2 separate regions of the Mus musculus genome follow, and region 1 is linked to region 2. A link is a contact called in public Hi-C data. All regions are on one chromosome and are shown on one strand. Each heading gives the region's core, a stretch centred on a gene start, on an enhancer-like site or on the middle of the called end of the contact. The rest is flanking DNA. Distances are from core to core; before and after follow the strand shown.

The links. A called contact is a pair of places that touch in the nucleus more often than the background predicts.
Region 1: a Hi-C map of the C10 cell line shows a contact between it and region 2, with 2.2 times the contacts expected there. The contact joins the promoter of Art4 here to the enhancer-like site in region 2. A contact is called at or near these places in 8 of 39 promoter capture datasets (the C10 cell line, embryonic stem cells, hippocampal neurons and 3 more), 16 of 484 Hi-C or Micro-C datasets (the C10 cell line, CD4 T cells, CD8 T cells and 8 more) and 1 of 115 datasets of contacts at active chromatin or transcription factors (large pre-B cells).

What each region holds. Positions count from the first base shown.
Region 1 is chr6:136,855,980-136,860,722 of GRCm38.p6, reverse strand. Art4 (ADP-ribosyltransferase 4) reads left to right here and starts at 3,123. Exons shown (of 3, transcript NM_026639.2): 1 at 3,123-3,560. The coding sequence starts at 3,480.
Region 2 is chr6:136,630,780-136,635,150 of GRCm38.p6, reverse strand. Plbd1 (phospholipase B domain containing 1) reads left to right here. Exons shown (of 11, transcript NM_025806.2): 6 at 576-720. All of the region lies in intron 1 of Gm40409 (a long non-coding RNA gene), which reads right to left. Among named protein-coding and RNA genes, the nearest start is that of Gm40409, 2.8 kb to the right of the region's middle. Within about 2 kb of position 1,575, at least 3 of the 459 cell types and tissues checked have an H3K27ac peak or open chromatin away from gene starts, as enhancers often do.

The DNA of each region.
Region 1 (4,743 bases), core at 1,874-4,373, 220 kb before region 2:
CTGACTCTCTTGCAGGCTGAGAAAACAAGCATAAAGCCAAACAGAAGAGGTGCCCAGCAGAGTCTCTCACGAAAGCAGGAGTCTGACCTCGCTAACCTTCCTGAGTCTGTGAGGCCCAGCAAGATGTCTCACCTTAAAGCTAGCTTAGCCAGTGTGTGAATGAGTGAGGAGCACGGTGGTAACGCTCAGATTCTAACTCCAGTTCTTGCCATGCCTCCAATACCCAGGAGCAGCTGGTAATGGGGAATCTAAGAATTTCAAACATCTTAAGAGGCCATTTCAAACATCGCTGGTGGCTGCCATTAAACCTAAATATACACATTCATATCTCAGCGGTCAGTTCTCTCGATTATGTCTTCAAGCATACAGAAAACACACTCAGGCTCGTGCTGCAAGCATGTCCGAGAGTTAGCAACGATAGTCCAAAACGGAACATTAAAGGGAAGGCACTCAGTGGTCCCTTAGCAGGAGCACCTAATGAAAGACTATTATACAACCGCAAAACCTAAGTCCTGCATGTCGGCCTCAAGGGCATTACGCTGAGTGGGGAAAGGTTAAAAAACATCAACACCCTGTGTGCTTTGTTTATCCAATATCCTTCAAGTGACAAATCTGCAGGGGCAATGGGAAAACAGTTATTTCTAGAGATTAGGGGTGGCAGGGAGGAGAGAGAAGCCATGACTCCTAGAGGTCACAAGGTCACGATTAGGTTTATGTAGTGATATGTAGTTTTCCATTTTTCTTATATTTTATTTATTTGTCTATTTATTTGTGTGTGAGAGAGAGGGTGTTCTGCCTGCTTGCAAGTCTACGCAGCACATGTGTACCTTTTGTCTGTGGAGACTGGATGAGGATATAAGACCCCCTGTAGCTGGAGTTACAGTTCACTGTGAGCTGCCGTGTGGGTGCTGGGAGTCAAACCCAGCTCCTCTGTGAGGGTGGCAAACCGTCTTACCCACTGAGCCATCTCTCCAGCCCCTGGATTTACATCTTTATAGTGGCCGAGTGCGTCTCCTAAAGGCTCTGCAAGTGATGAAAGGCGACAGACGTGCACACGTTCCATTCCACCAGAATCTGTCTCCTGGCTGTCATACTGTGTCATGGTTCATGAGACACAGCTACAGGAAAGAACTGTGTGTGGCAGAGCACACAGGCTTCACTGTGCCGGGTCAAATCCATGGCCAGTTCAAATTGCTGTTAGGTTAAAGGTAAGTTTAAGACTTACAGAGCCGCTGGCTGTGGCGACAAACACCTTTAATCAGAGCACTCAGGGAGCAGGGGCAGCATATCTCTGTAACACTGAGGCCAGTCTACACAAACTGTTCCAGGCTAGCCAAGGCTACAGAGTTAGACTCGGTCACAAAGAAGGGGGGAGGGAGGAAGAAGAAAAGAAGGGAAGAAAGAGAAAAATGAACCACAGAGTAAAATCTTATTTAAAAGCCATTTTTAAAGTCCATTAAGAAACTGGCTGAGTTTCACCTCCTCGCGGTACATTCTCTATGCTTGCCCTTGCCTAATCCTCGCTAGTTCCGATGTCTCCACCTATGCACCTATTCTGATCCTGAGCAGCTAGTCAATTTTGTCAAGTATTAGGTATTAGTGGGAAACAGTAAACATGGCTTTATCTTAAGTTTGGAGCTCTTGAGCACATCTGTAATCCCAGCACTCCTGAGACAGGGACAGAGAATCAAGAATTCAAGGCAAGTTCGAGCTACACACACACACACACACACACACACACACACACACACACACACACACATTAATAGTAAATGTTACAGTGCTGGCTGCTGATGCAGCTGCATTGGTCGAGTGCTTGTCTAGCATAAAGGCCTGGCAGTCTGACCCCCCAGTACCATAGAAACAGGTTATGATGGCTTACCCCTGCTATTCCAGTACCCAGGAGATAGAGACAGAGGATCAAAGATTGAGTGTCAGCCTCAGTTCCATATTGAGTTCAAAACCAGCCTCGGATATATGAGACACTATCTTGAAAAAAACCCTTGAAAAATTAATCATTAGGGCTGGAAAGACGGCTCTGCTGGGAAGGCACTGGCCATGCAGCTCACAGGAACTCATCAGGCAGAGCAACAACAGAACAAACGCAGCACGCGCCTGCAGTCCTAGTATGGGGACGCAGACACGGGGCTTCTCAATCCACTACCAAATCTGTGAGCTCCAGGTTCACTGAAAGCCCGGATCAAAAACTAAGGTGGAGAGTGAGGGGTAGGAAGACACTCAAGTTGAACACACACACAAGCACACACACACACACACACACTTGTGAGAAACAAACAAATAAATAAATAAAACATTAATGGGAAACAAACAGTATACAAAGTCTTGTGATTTCACTTCTGCTCTGTGTGTGTGTGTGTGTGTGTGTGTGTGTGTGTGTGTGTGTGTTGTGGGTATAAAGCCAAAATGTAAATCAAAATAGTGGCTTTCTCCAAGCAATCATTTTGAATAATTAGCGTTCCTTCTTTTATGCTTCTATGACTTGGGAAACTTCAGACAGACCAATATTTAACGTGGTAAAAAGAAAGCAGGACCACAATTCCCAAGAACGGAATTTGGTTCTTGTCACAGTTAGATAAGAGGCAGGGAACATAAACAACGTCTGCGAGCCAGCAGACTCTGAAAGGTCGGGAGTAGTGGAAGGACAGCCAGACTTGAGCAGGAAATGTGGTTAACAGTGGAAAGTCGGACTTAACTCCTGCCTGCGGGCCTCATTGCAGATTACAATAGATAGAAAACCTGAAGCTCTCAAAAGAAATAAACATTCAAAGCTGTGACTCCAACAGCCCCCGTCTCTGAACGGGGATGTTTCAAACACACCGTGGAGAGGCAGCAAAGAACACACAACATTAAAAGCCTGTGCTGCTGGAGGGCAATCATTCCAGGGCAGGGCTATCAGCACTGCCAGATGAGCCTGACACAGGTCCACCTTAAGATCGCATCTCCCCAGCTGCGCTTCATGTGCCACTGCAGTGGCTCACAGGGAAAGCCTGGGGCTGCAGATAATGGGACTTGGCCCGAGTACTCCTGGAGCATGCCTTTTCTTGTCGATCTGGGAAAGGCAAGGCTGAACTGCACAGCCTGACCCTGAACAGACCCTTGGCATTCCCCTGCATGCCGACTAGACAGAGAGACGGTTTTTGCCTTCTTTACACTGAAAACCATTCTGTGCCGCGCACATCTGGCCCTTTCGCGGAGACTTCAACACTGCAAAGGCGCTAGACTTCTACCTTGGAGGAAACTGTCGGTTGTTGAGGTTGTTGATATTCAACAGAAGTCACAGTTGCGGCAGGAGCAGAACCTCAGACACAGCCGGAAAAGAAAATGCCAAAGGAGGACTCTAGAGCGTATTCTGGGACGAGGCTTTCAGAATAAAGAAGTGTTGCTGACACAAACCACCAAGCTGCCCACTGACCAGTAGATCTAAGAGAACGTGTCTACCAAGTGCTACAGACAGGAGGATGGCGCTGTGGCTTCCAGGAGGGCAGCTCACCCTGCTGCTACTGCTCTGGGTCCAGCAGACACCCGCGGGGAGCACTGAGGTAGGGGCTATCGAAAAGTTGGTCTCTCATGATCAACGATGCACCAACAGGCTATTCACCTGGGGGCCACCTAATTGCTAAGAACTTAGCCACTGGCAATCTAAGAATAAACAATGTTAGTAAAGAGTGACAGGGAAAATTGCTATAAAAATTAAAAATTTTTAAGTCATAAATCTGGCATAATTGATGTGAGTGCCATTGAGTTATTTTCCCGATTCTTTTAAGTATTAAAGCAATGATTCCACCGGGGCAATAATGTAGACTAACCTGTTTAACTCAAAACCGCTTTATACAGATAGCACACATTTGGAGTATCCTAATTTTAAATATCTATAAACTAAAAATAAGCTAATGATAATGGGTGACACAGGAAACATTTGAGATCTGGAGACATGTTAAAAATGTGTCAGAGTTCATTTTGATATTTGACAGAATGTGATTCTTGGCTTGGATTAATGGAAGCTTGTTTTAAAATCTGGTGCACTGGTTCACATCATCCAATCAGTCTGTAAAATTGACTCTAGATTGTATGTAACTAGACAGCATGACATCATAAATCACACGGTTAAAATACCAAACCGTGTGTTCTCTAGCTCCGCCCCCAACAACGCTGGCCTTGGGCAGAATCTTGCCTTTTGGTGAGTGCTGCTCATGAGAAAAGCATCGTTGTTTTGCCCAGAAATGGTTGAGTGTAGGTGATGCTGATACAGTTCTCACTAACGAGCTGACCGAAGCCAGGGAGCCTCCTTTCGGCACCCTCTAGACAACATTCAACTGTTTCCCCACCTCCAAGAGGGGTGTACTTTCCAGCCCCTCGCTCACCAAGAGGAGGTGCTCCCAGGCACGGCCCCACTGCTCCCCTGAAACGCTGTTTCTCGAGCTTTGGAAGCGCAGCTGCATGCACGGGTTCTGCCCTGCTCTCCACCCTGGAGCCTGGCTAGTCTTATGTCTGTGGCATAAGTGCTTCTCCCCCAAGACAAGCTGTTACCTGAGAGGTCTCAGTCCTGCACTGCCAGTAGCTGGAGAGACAAGTCTGACAGGCTCTGGAATTTACTCTTAGTCCAACTTTCCACCAGATCCAGAGGTGTGTGTGCACCCGGGGGCTAATTGAGGAAGAAGGTGACACTTCAGCTTCCTTGTTTGCTTTAGGTTTTTTCCCCTCCTTTTTGTCCTAGAATCTAAG
Region 2 (4,371 bases), core at 326-2,825:
CGTTATATATATATGGAGAGAGAGAGAGAGAGAGGGAGAGAGAGAGAGAGAGAGAGGAGAGAGAGGAGAGAGAGAACTGGCAGAAACTTGGATAAAGTTCAAGATTCCTATCTTCTAGATTGTTCTGTTTCACACAGCAGAAGGACAGTCTGTGTTGTATACATTAAGGGTTAATTTTGGAGCCCTTGGCTATATCTTCCAATAGTAAATAAAGCAATAGTCTAGGAGTAGATCACTCATCGGGTAAAAGGCTCTTGCTGCCAAGCCTGAGGACCTGAGTTCAATCCCCGAGAACCACAGGGTGAAAGGAGAGAATTAGCTCCACAGATTGTCCTCTGACCGCTACATGTAAACCATCGCACACTCACATCCACAGGAATACATACATACATATGTACACACATACATGCACACTCATACACGCTCACACACAGACACCCAAATAAATGTAATTCTTTCTAAGAAGAGAGTACCACAAAGATTTACCTAAGTTGGTACACCCCTGAATGCCTCCTGCATGTAATATGTAGAGAGCTACCATACACCTGCGTTATTAACTATGATTCTAATGGCAGGTCCTTCCTGGATTTGAAAACATCTATTTTGCCCACTCAAGTTGGTACACATATGCAGCCATGCTCAGGATCTATAAACATTGGGACTTCAACATCAAGGACAAATACACCCTCAGCAAACGGCTGTCTTTCAGCAGTTATCCAGGTAAGTAAACTTAGAGCAAGATCTGCGTAAACTTTTTCAAAATGAAACATTGGTAATCCGAAGTTAGCTGGAAGAGAAACGAACTGTCTGCAGGTGGGGTACAGTCTGATTTTAGAGTCTCATTTAACAGGATGACACAAAGGGGGTTTACAGAGTCGCCGAGCAGAAAGTGCTTTGCAAATGCCAGTAGATGCATCGGAATTTATCTCCGATGCCAATAGAGCACTTACGTCTCTGCTTCCCGGGCTGTGCCGTGCTAGCAGATGGACTCGGCAGGCCCTGCTTTCAGTAGCTCCGGTTCCCTCGTTCACAGTGCTGTGCCCACTTCTTCACCTGATGTGTGACAATTCGTACTTTTGCTAATGGAGGATTGTGTGTAGACTTTTAGCTCTTGTACAGCAGTCGGGAGAGCCAGGAATCACAAATAATTAACAGTATCCCTGGACATGTTAGGCTCTGTCTTAGCTACGTTTCCTGTTGCTATAACAAAACACCCTGACGGCTGAAGGGAGAGAGGGCTTCTCTTGGCTCGCACTTAAGGGTGTGGAAATCCTTGAGACAAGAGCTTGAGGCAGCTGGTCACAAGTGTCCATAGACAGGAAACAGAGAGAGATGGGTGCTCCTGTTAACCTCCCTTTCTTCTGTTTATCCAGTCCGTGAGCCAAGACCAGGAAGTAGGGCCACCTGCATTTAGGGTGGGTCTTCCCACCCCCATTAGCCTAGTAAGACAGTCCTTCATGGGCTTAACCAGACAGAGGCTAACCTAATCTAGACAATCCCTCTCATAGGTGTGGCCAGACTTCCCAGGTGTCTCCTGGGTGACTGGGTTTCCTATCAAATTGGTGATCAATATTAACCATGATAGCCGTAAACACTTAGCAAGCATAGGGAGGAGCCCAAAGAGGGAGGACACCCCAGTCGCTTGATGGGGAAGGCGAGGCTGACAATGGCAGTGAACTGTGACTGAGATTCAAACAGTAGATAGGATGGGAGGTCTGAGAGGAGGGCTTGCAAAAGCCCATGCCTAAAGGAGACCTGTGGGGATTGACAGTGAACTAAGGGTGGTGACAGGGACATAGGGCAGAGGGACACAACTTTCCTGAACATTGGACTTGTTGAGAGGGGCAGCTGCGTAGCTCCCATTGACTGATGGGGGTGGGGCAGGAATGTGGAGCCACTATTTCCAGAGCTAACTTCTTGAGAATAGAATATAGATTTAAGGCTAGGCACAGTGGCACATGCCTTTAGTCCCACCATTTGGGAGGCACAGGCAGGCAGGTCCTTGGGATTTTTGAGGCAAACTCAGACTAGGTAGAATTCCATGCCAGCTGGGACTACGTAATGAAACTTTGTGTCAGAAAGGCGGGGTGGGGGGGGGAGGAGGAAGGGAGGGAGGAAGGAAGGGAGGGAGGGAGGGAGGGAGGAAGGAAGGAAGGAAGGAAGGAAGGAAGGAAGGAAGGAAGGAAGGAAGGAAAGGGGGCGAGAAAGACAGAGACAGAGAGAGAAGAAAGAAAAGCAGAAAGAAGGAAGGATGGAGCTGATGGTACAGTTCGGCTGGTAAAGGAGCCCGCTGGGAGCCTCAGGGCCTGAGTTTGACCCCCAGATCCTCATCCTAGAAGAATTAGCTTCTGTAAATTGTCCTATGACCTCTACATGTGTCCTATATACCATATGCTCCCACATACAATAAATAAATTCAAATGTAATTTTAAATACTAAATACGGTCAGTGCTACTGTTATGGAGTGGAATGTAAATATCTGTTTTCCAACGGTCTTAGGCAACCCTAGTGAAAGGGTCATGTGATCCGCAAAGGGGTCGTTACTCACAGGGTTTGCACTTCTCTTCTATAATAAAGGCCGCCTCCTTTAGAGGTTGCAGAGCTTTGGACAAGTATTCTCTTGAAGTGTCATCACCTATAGAGACACGTTTATGCAGCTCAGTGGAAGGTAATGAATCTCTTGCAAAGCCAGGTTTGTCCTGTGAGCAACCTCAGGGGGCAGGAGCATGTGAGGAACCGCCTATCACATAAAAGTGGGGCCCATTGGGCGAGCTGGCTGGAAATGGAGCCGAGAGTTCACGTTCTATAACACTGTCCATGCCTCCCTTCGCCCTCCCACCCACACGCCAGTTAAAGAAGGGAGATGGGATTTCCCTGAGAACAAGGTCAACAGGTGACCTTGGGAAGTCAGACTTTTAGCACAGGCTCTGTAATAAAAGTTGTTCCGAATCATTTCACCAGTGTGACAGCTAGGACGCAAGCTTGCTGCAAAGAAGACAGTAAGGGACAGCTGAGGGAGTTTACACTCCTGTACCATGCAGCAGGTGGAAGTCCTAAAACTCCTTATATTGAGTGGGAGTGTGTGTATGCGCACATGTGCATGTGTGTGTGCATGCGTGTGTGTGTGTGTGTGTGTGTGTGTGTGTGTAGGGAAGCTAGAGAAGACGTCCCGGGCAAAGAGATGGGTAGGAGGCTTATGCTATCCCAGCCAGTCTTGGCCAAGAGATCTAGAAATTTTCTAGAAAGCAATTTCTTCTATGCTAGACACAGATCAGGAATAAGATGTCTGGCATAGTCCACCTGGTTAGTCACAGGGTGATTGAAGGAGACTTCAGTCATTGTAAGGAAGGTCTTTCAAAGATGAAGAGGTATGAAGAGGTATGTGTATGGGCAGGGTGAGACAGCCCAGAGCTCGGGTTCGTGTTGAGGTCAGCAGTACCTGGCCGGCACGCCTTGCTATATCTTCTCAGGACGTTGCATGGTAACCTCTAAAGGCCATCAGAACAACTTAATGACGTAACTAGTAATTAATGGAATTAGTCCTTCAAGTGCTGTTTATAAAGATTACATCTGAAGCTGGGCGCAGTGGTGCTTGCCCGTAATCTTAGCACTGGGGAGGTGGAGGGAACAAGCTTAGGAGTTCAGGGCAGCACGGGCTATATTAGGCCTTACCACAAAACGGCAGAACATTATCAACCAGGTCGCTGTAAACAATGGATTCATAGCAATTGACTTGAGCACGTGCATTCATTTAAGTATATGGTTATGTAGCTTCACATACAGTGTTAATTAGTTTTCCACCACTATAATGAAATGCCTGGCCAGGCATAGTGGCACATATCTTTAATCCTAACACTCAAGAGGCAGAGATTGGCAGAGCTCTGTGAGTTCCAGGCCAGCTAGGGACTCTCTTTCTTAAAAATAGATAGATAGATAGATAGATAGATAGATAGATAGATAGATAGATAGATAGATAGATAGATAGATACATAGATACATAGATACATAGATACATAGATACACAGATAGATACATAGATACATAGAAACATAGATACATAGACACATAGATATATAGATACATAGATGAATGGATGATAGACAGACAGACAGGAAAAAGTGAAATGCCTGATGTTCTATGAAGAATAAGTGGCTAACTTAGCGTGCACATTTGCGTGTTCACCAGCACAGCGTTGGCACATACTTAGTTCTGAGCTACATTACATGATGGCGCGAAGCCAGAGCACTGTCAAAGCCACTGTGTCTCAACCCAGGAACAGAGAGGAGAGAGGAGGGTGGAGGGCAGAGGGCAGAGGGCAGAGGGAGCACAGCCCTTAGTCCTCCTCAAGAACAGTCAAGAGACCATGAGAAG